Linked DNA regions of Sus scrofa: region 1 is linked to region 2. The links are chromatin contacts, called in public Hi-C maps. All regions are on one chromosome and are shown on one strand. The core of a region is the stretch at or near the end of the contact, and the rest is flanking DNA. Distances in the headings are between cores, read along the strand shown. Region 1 holds the start of ALG11 (GDP-Man:Man(3)GlcNAc(2)-PP-Dol alpha-1,2-mannosyltransferase). Region 2 holds the start of NEK5 (serine/threonine-protein kinase Nek5).

What was found. Hi-C and Micro-C count contacts between places; a contact is called where the count stands out from the background.
Region 1: a Hi-C map of liver shows a contact between it and region 2, with 2.1 times the contacts expected there. The contact joins the promoter of ALG11 here to the promoter of NEK5 in region 2. A contact is called at or near these places in 3 of 47 Hi-C or Micro-C datasets (heart right ventricle, liver and undifferentiated spermatogonia).

Annotation. Positions count from the first base shown.
Region 1 is chr11:15,874,520-15,879,147 of Sscrofa11.1, reverse strand. ALG11 (GDP-Man:Man(3)GlcNAc(2)-PP-Dol alpha-1,2-mannosyltransferase) reads left to right here and starts at 2,696. Exons shown (of 5, transcript XM_005668385.3): 1 at 2,696-2,822. The coding sequence starts at 2,779.
Region 2 is chr11:15,796,720-15,801,053 of Sscrofa11.1, reverse strand. NEK5 (serine/threonine-protein kinase Nek5) reads right to left here and starts at 1,986. Exons shown (of 23, transcript XM_005668386.3): 1 at 1-1,986. It overlaps NEK3 (serine/threonine-protein kinase Nek3), which reads right to left. Exons shown (of 16, transcript XM_013980480.2): 15 at 3,891-4,017; 16 at 2,630-3,209. The coding sequence ends at 3,128.

The sequences.
Region 1 (4,628 bases), core at 1,447-3,946, 77 kb before region 2:
ACTGGGAAACCAAAAAAAGGCCTGTTTGCTTTATTGTGGTGATCTGAAACTGAACCCACAATATCTCCAACAAACGCCTATACTAAAAAAAAAAAAAATGTTGAATAACTGGTGATGACAAGAAGATAAGACCTACATCAAAAAGTTTTGTGAGGATTAAATGAGTGTACATAAAGGAATACAGAGTGCTTAAATACACCGCCCAGCATATAAAAAAGCTCAATAACGTTGGCTAGCACCACTATCAAAGGAATCCAGAAGAGGGTGAGGCATGGCCTGGGCAGAGGCAGTTGCAGAAAATTTTAAGAAGAGACAAATCTTGAGTTTGATCTGGAAAGATAAGGACCTTTCTGGAGGGCAGAGCTGTGCAGAAACAGCAGGGGGGCTGCAAGTCTCCCCTTCCATACAAGCCACCCCTCCCCCACAGGTGCTCTCCCAGCACCTTCTTTAAATGCAGAGTCATAGCACTAAGAATTGTCCATTGACCAGCCTCTCTTGGCCCAGCCCCCAGCCGTTAATCCATTTATCTTTCATTTCCATACTGCCAGGGCCTAGCTGAACTTCACCCCAAAGGGGCACCCCCATAATTGTCTAATTAATTTCAGAAATCTGTAGAAAAGCACCCTACTCTTCACAACCCTGGCCTAGGCTTCTAACCTAGAGAAATACTCAAAGGTCATGTGCAGAGATGTCCACTACAGCACCGCTTGCAGGGGGGAAAAAAATAGAAGCAACCAGAATGTCCACCCACAGGAAAAGAACAAACACACTGCGGTTCATCCATACTGTGCAGAGCTGAAACTAAGCAAGACAGATACTTATCCACCAATGTGAAACAATCTCCAAAATACATTGTTGGGTTGGGGGGGGGAAAGGTTGGAAAATACACACCATGTGATCTCATTTATGTAAAACGAATATTCTAAAACCACACACACAATAACCTAAAGATTTTCCTGGAGACATAAAAACGCATTAACATAAGAGATGTGTTACCACCACTGCATATACTGCTTTTCAAATCCGTGCCTCAAAATGTTAAGTTGAATGAAGACAGAAGTACATGAACAGAAAAAGACTGTAAAATGGATCTGCTTCTCCTGCTAATGTGCATCTTGCATAATTTAAATGAATTTAAAATAGATCTTGGAGTTCCCTAGGAACCATGAGGCTGCGTGTTGGATCCCTGGTTTCGCTCAGTGGGTTCAGGATCTGGCGGTGGTGTGGCTGTGGTGTAGGCTGGCAGCTGCATCTCCAATTCGACCCCTAGCCTGGGAACCTCCATATGCCACAGGTGCGGCCTTCAAAAGACAAAAGACAAAAAAAAAAAAAAAGTTCTTAAAAAAAACCCCAAAACACTGTTGCTGGACCTGGAAAGACCATAAAGGGGTCTATACACCAACTCTGAATAACTCTTCAGGGTAACTAATTTAATTGTATTGAGCAATTAGATATCTTACACAGCAGCCCAACCCTCACTTTACCTCTCCAGCACCAAAGTCCTTAACAGCAGACGAACAGAAAAGTGTTTTACGCTGTTCCTAAAAAGCAGTTAATGGTATGCCCTTCCTAAATGGTGTTCTAACAAACCACGCGCCCAGCCTTCCCCACGCACACCCAGGAGCGGCGAAAGGACCGCAGGTGGGCGTGGACGGTCCCCTAGGCCAGGCAGGTGTGCGCGCACAACGCCCGGAGAAAGAAACTCACTCTCTGACTGGCCTCTTCTCGATCTGTAATTTGGCTCTCCCGCTCAGGCTTCATCTCCTGGAGGAACTAATTTAATGTCTTCTGTGACGCGGCCCAGAGCCCAAGGTCACCTGGTCAGGGGAGGAAAGGTGCGGTGTTAAAACCCAGGGGGAAGAGGAGCGCGGCGAGGATGGCACCCTCGTGATTTGGATCTAAACCGAACCGACTCCTGTATTTCGGACCGGCAATCAGCAGCCCTAACCCCACCGGCTGATTCAAAGTTGCGCGCCACCGCATCCCTGGCCCTGAGGGGCGGCAGGGATGAGCACTAGAGCGGAGGGTTGCCCGGGGACCCTCACCCACACCCGGGCCTGCCTGTGTCCAAGTGTCCTCGGCAGAGCCGGGACCACGGCCGGGTGGCCCATCCCCTGTCCCAGGGCTCCGCTACCTCTCCGCCCGATGCGCTCCGGCCTCGGTCTTCAGCCTCTGGCGTGTGCCGTAGAGGAAAGAAAGGGCGAACTGCGTAGACCCGAGCCAGAGATGCAGATCCCAAGGTTCCCCCACCACCGGCGGGGAAGGTGCGGCGTGGCGAGGGCCGGTGCAGGGTCGGCTTTGCGCAGCTCCTTCTCGGGCTCTCCCCTGACTCCTGGGCGCAGCGGGTCCGAAACGCCGAGCAGCTGCGGGAGTGGACTCCGCACCTGGAAAATCGATCTGAGAAGCGGAAGAGCCTCCCATTGGTTTCCAACTGGCGGCGGGATCTGAACTGGGGGCGGGGGCGCCCGAACGGGGGCCTCCAGTGGGGGAGGGGGCCGGGGGCGGGAGTGCTGGCTGTCCATCACAGGCCACGCCCTCCCCATGCACAACTCTCCCTGTGGCTCCGCCTAAGGGGCGGGGCCTGGTGTGAGCCACGCCGAAAACTTGTCCACTCCCCGGGAGATTCTACTGGCTGAAAGGCCGTGGGAAGCTACTACCAGCAACCAATTGAAACGCACGATCGGCCCCGTGCGGGCGGGGGAGCACCGCAAGCTTCCTCAGGAGCCAATAGAGAAGAGGAACGAAGAAACGCTTCCGGAGTTCGGGGGTCGGTGGAAGATGGCGGCCGCCGAAAGGGGTTGGTGCTTATACGAGTTATTCAGGTGAGGAGCTGCTGGTTTGCGCTCACAGGCGTTTTCTGTATCTTACTGGTATTTGTCCTTTTGGTGCAACTCAAGTTTTCGGGGAAGAGTTTTTCTTGTCACGAATCTAGGCTGTTTTCTCAAGGCCAGCGAACGTTTCCTCTTCTTTTGTGGTGTTGTGGATAGACTCGAGCAGGCTGGGTTGAAAGCTCAATTTACCGCGCTTTCTTTTATTGCCCCACTGCTGGCTGAGGGCTCGATTCCCTCCCTCCACCACCACCACTCCTGCTTCAGCGTTTTCTTTCCCTTATCCACCCTCCCGTTAGTCCGTCCTAAATTATTCGTATGCATTCCTCATTTTCCTTTATGATTGAGCCACGAGTCGTTTTCCAATCAATCGTGCTGGTTTTGGTAAAGAAGAAACCAGATCTTCCTTCTCGTGTCCAGTCTCTCCTATTTCACTCACCAAAACTGTCGTTGTTAATATATGTCATTTAAATATCAAGCTTAAGGTGAAGAGTTCCCAGTTGTGGCTCAGAGGATTAAGGACCCGATGTTGTCTCTGTGAGGAGGTGGGTTCCATCCCTGACCTCGGTTAGGGATCCGGCCTCCAGCTCCGGTTGACCCCTGGCCCGGGAACTTCCATATGCTGCAAGAGCAGCGGTAAAAAGAAAAAATAAGTTTGTGTTGAATCCTCTTCTTGATTAGCCACTGAGAAACCTGAGGTAAGCAAAAACAGTATGGGATTCTTAGTGTTTTTTGAGAGTATAAAGGTATCCTGAGGTCAAATGATCAAGTAATGTACGGTTCACAATAGGAAATCCCATGTGAGAAAGAAGTTTATTTCAAAACTAAATATCAGTAAAATATTTATTCCTCTCTAGAGTTTGCATGTTTTCTACATGGACAATGAAAACTATGTAACTACACAAAATATATTTGCTTTGGTCACTAAGCAGCCCTAACCCAGTCTACTGTTCACTGTATGTACAAATTTGGAACCTGCATATCTGTACCCTCCACCCCCTTCCCCTCTTCATCCTTCAACATACTTTCCCTAGTCTTGACCTTTCACTATTTGTTTCAGCATTTTATTGCTTTTATGTCTTATAAGGTCCCTCAAATCTTTATGAAGAGTAGGCAGTGTATTAAAAAAAACTGTTAGGGACCACCTATATTAGCCAACCCAATGAGAAAACCGTATCTTTAGCAAATAATACAATTTAAGAGACATCTGAGGAGGTAATAAAATTTGTATTCGGTCAACAAATATTTACTGGCTCCCTCCCCGGCCAGGTATGATGCTAAGAGTTGGGATATGGTGGTGAACAGGGCTGGGTTCTTGCCTTTGCAGAGCTTCAGTGGACCTGGCAGTAATAGAGAACCTTGCAGCAGTGACTGTGGGAGTGAATCTGTCTACATGCAGGAAGTAGAACAGTAGTGGGTTTGGGGCATCTAATTGAGAGGCATATAGGGAAGGCATGTAAACAGATCAGATGCAGAACTCAGAGCAGAATTGGAAAAATCTAAATTCCCTTCCACTTACCTCAAAAACCGTCTTAGGGAATTCCCTGGTGGCCTAATGATTAGGACTTGTCGATTTCACCTCTGTGGCCTGGGTTCCATCCATGGTCTAGGAACTAAGATCCCACATCAAGCTGCTGCACACCACGGTCAAAAGAAAAACAAATTGTTCTACTTGAGGGGAAGCAAAAGCATAAAAATGCTTTAGGATCTTGCCAAACTTTTTGTTTGTTTGTTTTTGTCTTTTTTGCCTTTTCTGGGGCCGCTCCCTCGGCATATGGAGGTTCCCAGGCTAGGGGTCGA
Region 2 (4,334 bases), core at 737-3,236:
GGCCACAGCGGGGGACATCCTATGGGGACCTCTTAGGAAACTGGCTGTGCCCAGTGGTCTGCAAGCAAACACGCTCTCACCATCTCCCCGACACGCCCCCACCCATGTCTCATTCCCATTGCACACTGAGCTGCTGTCTGAAACGTTTCATTACATGTTTAAGTAGTTGAAAGGATGTAATTTCCAGCAATTATAAATACTGACACAAGTAAAACATATTCAACGGAATCTAAATGCTACAGCAATTTGAAACCCACCATCATCTATTTTTTTTAAAAAGTGCTCTTCTTTAAGAATCAGAAAGTTTACATTATTATTCCTCTCTCTCATTGAACTCATATTTCCATTCATAACGTTTTCCAGGACTCAAAATCTTATCGATCGCCTATCGTATAAATGGAAGTTAATGTCTATTTCCTAATAATAGGCTTTTAAAAATTCATTAAAATTACTAGTAGTACACAATTGATCAAAATAAACCACAAGTTGATATTTATTAATATAAAAAGTAAAACTGTATTGGAAATTCATCTTTTAAAGACCTGAATGGGTTTTCCTCTTCCTCCTAGAAATTAGCTCAATTCGTATCCACAGATGAATGCTAACTTTTTGCTAGAATAGATGAAGTTCAACATTGATTCTGTCCATGAAAAATTAATCAAGAATCAATCTGAGAAAGAAATGGAAAATTTTATTTGAGCTAACCTAAGGATTATAACCCAGAATGTAGTCTTTTAGAAATGCTATTCCACCCCTTTGAGATCAAAGCACAGTTCACAGATGCGGCTTGGATCTGGTGTGGCTGTGGCTGTGGCACAGGCCTGCAGTTGCAGCTCTGATTCAAACCCTAGCATGGGAACTTCCATATGCCGCAGGTTTGGCCATAAAAAAGGAAAACAGAAAACAGAAAAGAGAGAAGCTACAGAAAAGCAAGAGGTTGTGTGTGTGGAGGGGGCGGTTTGGAATGAACCCCGAGGTACTGGACAGAGCCCAAGACATCAATATGAACGAACCCATACTTAGCTTAAGACGCATGCAGAGGGAGAGATGCAGAGGTTGCCTATAAATATATAGACACACAGGACGGAATACATACAGATATTTCCTCGCTGTCTGCTGAGAGGACCTCGAAGCAGTGACATCCCAGTAACGACCATCACACGCAGCACCTAGATCCTGGTTTCTAAACTGATTAAAGGAACCAGGGCTCCTTTGAGAAACGGCTGATCCTGAGGCTGGACCTTCTTCTTGCAGTGCCCGAAAGAAAAGAGGGGCTCAAAACACAAAAAGATGAAAGCATGTCAAAGGGATATAGGAGCCGGCCTAAAACAACTCCTCATGGCCAAAGCTGGAACAAGTCAAGCAACAAAACAAATGACTTAGTATTATCAGATAATCCCCCTCAAGAGGTAGAACTAAATTCCTCTCCACCTGAGCATCGGCTAGATTTAGTGACTCACTGTGACTGACCAGAACATGGAAATGGAAAACTAGCAACTTAACAGTGGAACTCTGGCAGACGCTGCTTTAGCCAAGGGATCATGGTCAACGACCGCAGGAACATCACGTGGAGCCGGCGCACTCCCCGACAGGGTGTGCTCTTCCCGCAAACACGCACAAGCAGTCCCATCATGAGAAAAGCATCAGACAAGCCCCCTTAAGGGACAGTCTTACAAACACCTAACCAGTACTCCTCAAAAATGTCAGGGTCCTGACAAATAAGGGAAGATGGAGAGACTGTCAGAAACCCAAAGGGACTAAGGATGACTAACCGTCTGAGTATAAACAGGGGTGGGGTGGGTGAGGGCTACAGTGTAGTTTTTGTACATTAAGATTTTAAAAAAAACCTGTTTAACTCTTTAAAAGAGGTAAGGGGAATTCTCAGTGTGGCTCAGCGGATTACAAACCCAACTGGTATCCATGAGGATGTGGTTTTGATCCCTGGCCTTGCTAAGGGGTTAAGGATCCGGCATTGCTGAGAGCTGCAGTGTAAGTTACAGGCGTAGCTCGGATCTGACATTGCTGTGGCTGTGGCGGAGACCGGCAGGTGCAGCTCCGATTCAGCCCCTAGCCTGGGACCGTCTTCCATATGCCACAGGTGTGGCCCTAAAAAGCAAAAAAAAAGTATGTACTCCACATTTCAGCAGATGCTTATTCATGATCCTACTGTGGTTTTACAACTATTTCCCCCTCTTGCTTCCTAGAGCACTGTTCCCTATACCAGGCCAGGCTTATGCTGCTCCCACCCTTGCTCCTGGGGGATCCCCTGGGAAGAGCCTGTTTCTTTAGTAAAACATTCTCCTGTCACTAAAGCAGCATGGCATTAAAGGACAGGCCCCAGCACTTGTGTGGCACGGTGACCCATCCATGTTGGGATCCTGCCCCCCCATTAGTTCCACACCAGTGTCGGCTACTTCCTGAAGGAACTCCCCACCTTTGGTCCCTCTCCGTTTTTGTCTACAGGACCGCCAATTGCTGGTAAGATCTGTAGCTCGTGCCACTCTTCCCATGGCTGAGCCTCCAATCGGGCTCTTTTGTACATCCCTTTGTATTTAAGGACAGCTGGCAGCTGCTGAACATCATGGATCGTCACCCAGAAATGGGTCTTATTGAAAAACCACACACATTATTACGTTATAATTAATATATTTAGATGCTCAAAACTCTAGTAGATGTAAAAAGAGCTACAAAGTAATAAGCACAAAGCATAACAACGCAAATAACAACATTACGGGCGGCTGTAATGGACCAAGGCCAGCAACCCTATGAGGCAGGCATTCTTAGCCTCGTTTTGTGGTTGAGGAATTTCAGGCTCAAAGAGGTTAAATAAGTTCCCACCATCAGACAAGCAGTAAGTGGTCACATTCAATTTCTATTTCTGACTGCAAAGGCCAAACCCCAGATCCATTCCGCTCATGCCTTCTCTTTTGAATTCAAACACTCATAGGAGTTCTAGATTTTTTTTTTATACCTTATCATACTAACCAAAACAATTTTAAATATTCAGTTTCCCTCTTCATCCTGTTTCCAAAGGAAAATATACATCCCATGAGCTAATTATTATCCAACCATCAATTCCTCATGTTAAACATGCCCTCACTGTGACTAAGGAACACTCCACTGGGCGTTATCCATCACACGCTCCTTGCCAGCCAGCTCGCTGTTTCAGCGCCGATACCCAGTCCGGACTGTCGTCTTCCTCAAAGTCCCTGCAAAAACAATTTAGATATTAAGCTTCCATTGAAGGAGCACCGTAAATATTTGTCAGTGGGTTCACAGCAGAACACCACCACAACAATACTTATATTTTTGAAAAATGACCTCCCTAAGGCAACTGTATAGAGAAAAAATTGGTTAGCCTTCCAAAAGATCACTTCCTTTCATTGTCTCTGTAACTTTTTCAATATAAAATCCAATGTATTAAAAAAAAAAAAAGAGTTTCCATTGCAGCTCAGTGGGTTAAGAACCCGACTAGCATCCATGAGGATGCAGGTTTGATCCTTGGCCTCACTCAGTGAGTTAAGGACCCGGCATTGCCACAAGCTGCAGAACAGGTCGTGGATGTGGCTTGGATCTGGTGTTGCTGTGGCTGTGGCTATAGTGTAGACCAGCAACTATAACTCCGATTCAAACTTTAGCCTAAACTTTCATATGCTGCATGTGCAGCCCTAAAAAGAAAAAAAAAAAAAAAATTTCAGGCTGAACAATTACAAACACACAGCTCAGCCAAGAATTCTATAATAACATATCACCCATGCCAGACAAAAGATCAAGGTATAAATATTCGTGTATGATATAAAGTAATATAACCAGCTTCTCCTAAACCAGAAACAAATAAGGTACAATTTAAATATGTGCGTGCACGGCAGCTATGGGTATATCACACATACGTGTCCTCCTCATCCAGCCCAGGTTCAAGTCTCTCTGGATCCAAGATGACAGAATCGTGACCTCCATCAACATCGTCTGATGCTTCTGTCTCCTCAGACAGGGGGCCTTTAAAGAACCCCTCTCCACCTTCAGAGGAATATTGACAGAAATTATGCCACGTTGAGCAGTATTTACTTATTTCATGCATGCTGGACCAAATTCCTCCAATGCTTGTGGGCAAATTGAAGGCAATTCCATGTTCCATATTTTTCTACAGTGCTCCCCCAAGCCTGATTTCTGGCATGAAACAGACCCAGGAAATGTCAATCAGTATGTGTATTCGTTTTTTAAATAGCACTTTCTTCAAAAGAAAAAAATTTAGAAAACTACAATTGAAACCTTCAAATATAAGAATCTATACTAAAGCATTGAAAGTTGTCTTTGGGAGTTCCCTTGTGGTACAG